Regions from separate parts of the Sus scrofa genome. Here region 1 is linked to region 2. Evidence: chromatin contacts called from public HiChIP or PLAC-seq data. All regions are on one chromosome and are shown on one strand. The core of a region is the stretch at or near the end of the contact, and the rest is flanking DNA. Distances in the headings are between cores, read along the strand shown.

Region 1 (2,700 bases), core at 107-2,606, 340 kb after region 2:
AGTTCCCGTCGTGGCTCAGCGGTAGCGAACCTGATAGTATCCATGAGGACGCAGGTTCGATCCCTGGCCTTGCTCAGCGGGTTAAGGATCCAACGTCGCCCTGAGCTGTGGTGTAGCCCGACAGCTACAGTTCTGATTCCACCCCTAGCCTGGGTGCTGCCCTAAAAAGACTTAAATAAATAAATAAATACATAAATAAAACAAACCGGATCTGAAGTCAGGTTAGCTAGAGTGATTATCTAAAAGTTTTGTTTAAACTTGTGTACAAAGCTTCTGGCCAAACACCCTCTCAGCCCTTTGGGAGATAAGTTTGCTTTTGTTAACTTGATTCATTTCAGCAAAGAAAAAGAACTCCAAAAGTGTTCCCCTGAACATAAAGAGGCTTCAGGGCATCCTGGCGCCATTTCTTACTACTAGTGTAAACTAGAGCGAGCCGCGACGCTTTCGGACTTCACCAAAAAGCGCGATGATAACAGCGCTTCCCACACAAGAAATTCAGCGAAAACACTAAGTTAAAGGTTAGGAGCCGTGTAAGCATTACGCTTGTCCCTATGGCGAGCGGAGCATGGAGACAGCAGGCCCAGCCTCCCCACTCCCCCCCTCCTCAAAAACGGGCAGAAGGCTGAAGGGTGGCTGTGTGGAAGGGAGAAGAAAAGGAAGGGCTGGGCGGGTCTCCCTCCTTAGGCCGAGAATGAAGCAGAAACTCCCCAAGTGCGCCGGAATTTTCCTTCCGTCCTCCCCTCCTCCCAGTCGACTCTCTGTCCCTCCACGCCTCCACAGGGCTTTAGAGTTCATTCCCGCCCCAACACGGAACCGAGGCCCCTCCACCCGCCGTTACCTCGGCGGCAGCAGCAAGCTCGTGACTCGCTGCGTCAAGAGCAACACAGACACCGCAGAGGCCGCCGCCATGTTCCTGCAGCCCCGCAGCCCGCTGGCTCCTAAACATACAGCTGCGTCCCATTCACTGCAAAACCCTGCCTCGGTTGCTCCAGTGCGTGGTCTTCTGCCGGCCACAGTCCAGGTCAAAGCAAACCAATAGGCCAACCGTGGTGTGGTGGGGGCGTCTCCACCAGAACCAATCAAAGAACCGAGGAGGGCTTCGGTGGCGGCGATTGGTCGGGCCACGTGTCCCGGGGTTATCCTGCTTCCTCCGCCCCGCCCCTTGTACCAACGAGAGGAAGGGTCAGCTAAAACCCGGAGTTCTGTCTTCCCTAGGCTTTTGGCTATCCTTCTTTCTGGAACCGTCCTTCGGACTTTTATCCTTAAAGCCGCGAGAAAGCGGGCGAGACGGAGTCGTGGGGGAAAGTAAACGGGGTGGAGAGCATGATAATCAAATTTTCTAGTGATCTCAAGAACGAATGAAATAAATAACTAAAATTAAATTTAAGGCGTTCGCTTGTGGCTCAGCGGGTTAAGAATCCCATCGGTAGGGTTGCAGCAGTGGGGAGGGTTCGATCCCTGGCCCAGGAGCTTCCATATGCCTGGGGTGGGGCAAAAAAATAAAATTTAGCTAGAAGTTTAAAACCACTTGAGATTTCTTTTGGTTTTGGTATTTTGTCGTTTTGTGGAAGTTCGCAGACACCAGAGCGGTGACTAGAGCTGAGCCCTTTAACCTGCTGTACCACAAGGGAAATTCTAAAAATACCCGAGCATCAAAAAAAAAAAAAAAAAAAAAGTCAAATTGAATGCAGGATATCAAGGAAATAAAAGTACTGAAAACACAGCATATAAATGCTTATTTGCTATAGCTCAAATCAGGCTTATAGGAAATTTATAGTGAAAGTGAATCAATCTCCAGTTCAAGGTTTAGGAAGGATACATTAGGAAAGCAGAATAAATCAGTAAAGATAAAAAACAAAAAATGAATCAAGGAGTTACCATCGTGGTGCAGCTGAAATGAATCTGACTAGGAACCAAGAGGTTGCTGGTTCCATCCCTGGCCTCACTCAATGGGCTAAGGATTCAGCATTGCCATGAGCTGTGGTGTGGGTCACAGATGTGGCTCTGATCCTGTGTTGCTGTGGCTGTGGTGTAGGCTGGCAGCCATAGTTCTGAGTCACCCTTAGCCTGGGAACCTCCATATGCTGCGCAGGGTACAGCCCTAAAAAGCAAAAGCAAAAATAAAAACAAAGAAATGAATTGAGAGAACTAACATGAAACAAATCTGACTAGGATCCATGAGGACACAGGTTCAATCCCTGGCCTCGCTCAGTGGGTTAAGGATCTGGTGTTGCTGTGGCTGTGGCTGTGGTGTAGGACAGCAGCTATAGCTCGGATTCGACCCCTAGCCTGGGAAGCCCCATATACTGTGAGTGCAACCTTAACATAAAAGACAAAAAAAAAAAAAAAAAAGAGAGAGATAAGTGATTAAATATAAAAAAGTGAAAGCATAAAAGTGCTAGAAGGTATCATGAGATATCTTTTTTTTTTTTTTTTGGTTTTTGGTTTTTAGGGTCACACCCCCGGCATATGGAGGGTCCCAGACCAGCGGTCAAATTGGAGCCACAACTGCCAGCCTACACCACAGCTACAGCAACACCAGATCCAAGCCATGTCTGCGACCTACACCACAGCTCACGGCAACGCCAGGTCCTTAACCCACTGAATGAGGCCAGGGATTGAACTGGACACCTCATGGTTCCTAGTTGGATTTGTTTCCTCTGTGCAACAACAGGAACCCCGTCATGGGATATCTTAAAG
Region 2 (2,700 bases), core at 186-2,685:
CAACCTACACCACAGCTCACGGCAACGCCGGATCGTTAACCCACTGAGCAAGGGCAGGGACCGAACCCACAACCTCATGGTTCCCAGTCGGATTCGTTAACCACTGCGCCACGACGGGAACTCCATAATGTAAAATTCTAATTCTGATTTTACAGATCATAAATACCCTTAAGGAAAGGCTCTATTTGTGGTGCTAGATAATCATTATATAATAAAGAATGTCTACTGAAACCAAAAGACTTGCCCAGCTCTGCTAATCTTTAGATTTCTGTTTTTGCTTAATGCAATTAAAAAAAACAAAAACAAAAACAAAACTCTCATGTGTTGAATGGTGAAGTGTGGTTTTTTTGTTTCTGTTTTTGTTTTTGTTTGTCTTTTTAGGGCTGCACCCGAAGCAAATGGAGATTCCCAGGCTAGGGGTCCAAACGAAGCTACAGCTGCCAGCCTACACCACAGCCACAGCAACTCCAGGATCTGAGCCACCTCTGGGACCTATACCACAGCTCAGGGCAGCCGGATCCTTAACCACTGAGCAATGCCGGGAATCGAACCTGCGGTCTCAGGTATGCTAGTCAGCTTTGTTTCAGCTGAGCTGTGATGGGAACTCCCCCAAAGTGTGTTTTAATTCAGCAAAATGCTGCACACACTAGGCATACAGTAACACTCAAGTTGTATAGGAGCCTGCTTTTGAACAAAGCCAGACCTGGAGCTTCATTTCAACCTTCTAGGTCAAGGCCTTGCTCCAGCTGCTTCCTACTGCTATTTAGCCACACCCTTATCTTACCTAGGTCTTGCTACTTATGGGGTGTTTTTGATTGCAGGAGTTTGGCAATTAACAGTAAACAACTACCTTCCCTCAGAAAGTATTTTTCTCCCTAATCTATTCAATTTGGCACTTGCAAGACAGAATATCTCGTCCATTGTCTGGGAAACACTGGTCCTACACTGGGCCAGGCACAAAGAAGTTGCATCTCCTTTCAAAATCACTTAAAGGTGATCACTGTTCCTCTAGCCCCAGTTCAGTCGTTTGCTAAAAAGAGCTGCATAGAGGCAAAGACTTTGGTAATTTAACTGAACCGCAACTGAAGACCTCCGGGGATTAACTTTCAGTCGCTACACTCCAGATTGCGCGTATGCGCATTGGGCGACTGGGGGAAGCAAAGAAGGCAGAAACAGACCTGCAACAGGAGGTAGAAACGTAGCAGTCAGCCAGAACCGCCCGTTTGGTAGACTGACACTCAGATGCGACTTAATCCTACCCTTGAAATAAGGGGGTGGGGGGCAGAGCTCCAACTCCGCTTCGGAACCCCGCCCTCTCCGCCAGCCCCGCCCATGCAGCCGAGCCCCGCTCCCTGACGGCTGCGAGGCGCGCCGGGCCCCTCGGTTCGCGCAATCCCTTTCGTCACATCCGGGGCGGGCCGGGGCGCCGGGGGCGGGCCCGGGTGGGGCCCGGGGCCGGGGGTGGGGTTGTGGCGGTGCTTCGGGTGACAACGGTCAATAATGAAGGTGGCTGCGGCTCGGCAGCAGGCTCGGCTGCGCCGGGTGGGGGCGGCGCCGGGGCCGCGCCTGTAGGACCTCGGGGCCGGCACGGCAAGATGCGGCCCCGGCGCGGGGAGTGAGGTGGTGGCGGCGGCGTCGAGCGGAACTTCAGCCAGAGGGGCTCTACTACTTCCCCCTCTGGCTCGTCGGCCTCCACTTGCAGCACCTCGGACCCCCAGTCCCGCGGGACCGGGAAGGCGACGGCGGGGGCATGTGGCGCTGGATTCGACAGCAGTTGGTAGGTGCCTCTGTCCCTCAGCTCCCGGACGCTCGATCCTGCTCGGCCTCTCGGGCCCGGGTGGCGGGGACGGGCCGGCGGCGCGGGCTCCCGGCTAGGCCGCGGCGGAGGCGGGCGCGGGTCCCGGAGCCGGCGAAGCCGCGCGCAGCCCCGGCACGCGTCTTGCCTCCGAGCCCGGGCTGCCGAGGCTGAGGCGGGAGGCGGCTGCTTGCTGCCCGCACTTCTCGGTTACTACCTCCTCCTCGCCTTTTATGGGCGGCTGCGGCCAGAAGCGGGGCCGGGGGTGGTCGGCGACCTCCTGAGGAACTAGGGCGAGGGAACGGAAAGAGAGTAGGTCTTGGGGAGAGAAAAGAGGTTTGTGTTTCCTGCCTCTAGCAATTTGGGACGCGTTTGAGTGGAGGGGAAGGACTTGTCTTCAGCCCCTTCTCACTGTTTTCAAGGTTGCCTAAAGGAGGGTAGCTTATCTAGTCTAACCACTCTCAACGAAAATGTTACCCAACGTCTGGGTGAGGGAAAGAAAGAATTTTCCAACACCCTGTCTAGTTTAGAAGATAAGTACGGTAGTTATGAAGGACTGTTTTCCTTTATACCTTGTCCTCACCCAACCCCAAGTGAAACTTGGAAGGCAAACCTTACTTTTTTCCGTTCTCCTCCAGGCGGTTTGGAGAAGACCGGTTGGGAACCAGTGCTTAACTTTTCAGTTTTATGGAACATTTGTAGAAAAATAGACTCTTAGAAAAGGGTGATTTAAGGCATATAAAAAGTGCCACCTTTCTCAGAATTAATTCACAGAGAAAAATTTCTTGCCTCCTGGCAACTACAGCCCTCAAAATACAGCAGTAAGGCATCAGTGACAATTAGGACAGAAATTGCTCCTGGCTGAAGAAGCCTAGCCTTGTCTCCATGTTGAGGTCTGTTACTGG

The links. HiChIP or PLAC-seq counts read pairs in DNA pulled down with a chosen protein or histone mark.
Region 1: an H3K27ac HiChIP or PLAC-seq map of alveolar macrophages shows a contact between it and region 2. The contact joins the promoter of MCCC1 here to the promoter of ATP11B in region 2. A contact is called at or near these places in 2 of 2 datasets of contacts at active chromatin or transcription factors (alveolar macrophages and skeletal muscle).

What each region holds. Positions count from the first base shown.
Region 1 is chr13:121,069,339-121,072,038 of Sscrofa11.1, forward strand. MCCC1 (methylcrotonoyl-CoA carboxylase subunit alpha, mitochondrial) reads right to left here and starts at 1,357. Exons shown (of 19, transcript XM_021069887.1): 1 at 839-1,357. The coding sequence starts at 909.
Region 2 is chr13:120,726,198-120,728,897 of Sscrofa11.1, forward strand. ATP11B (probable phospholipid-transporting ATPase IF) reads left to right here and starts at 1,436. Exons shown (of 31, transcript XM_021069876.1): 1 at 1,436-1,777. The coding sequence starts at 1,751.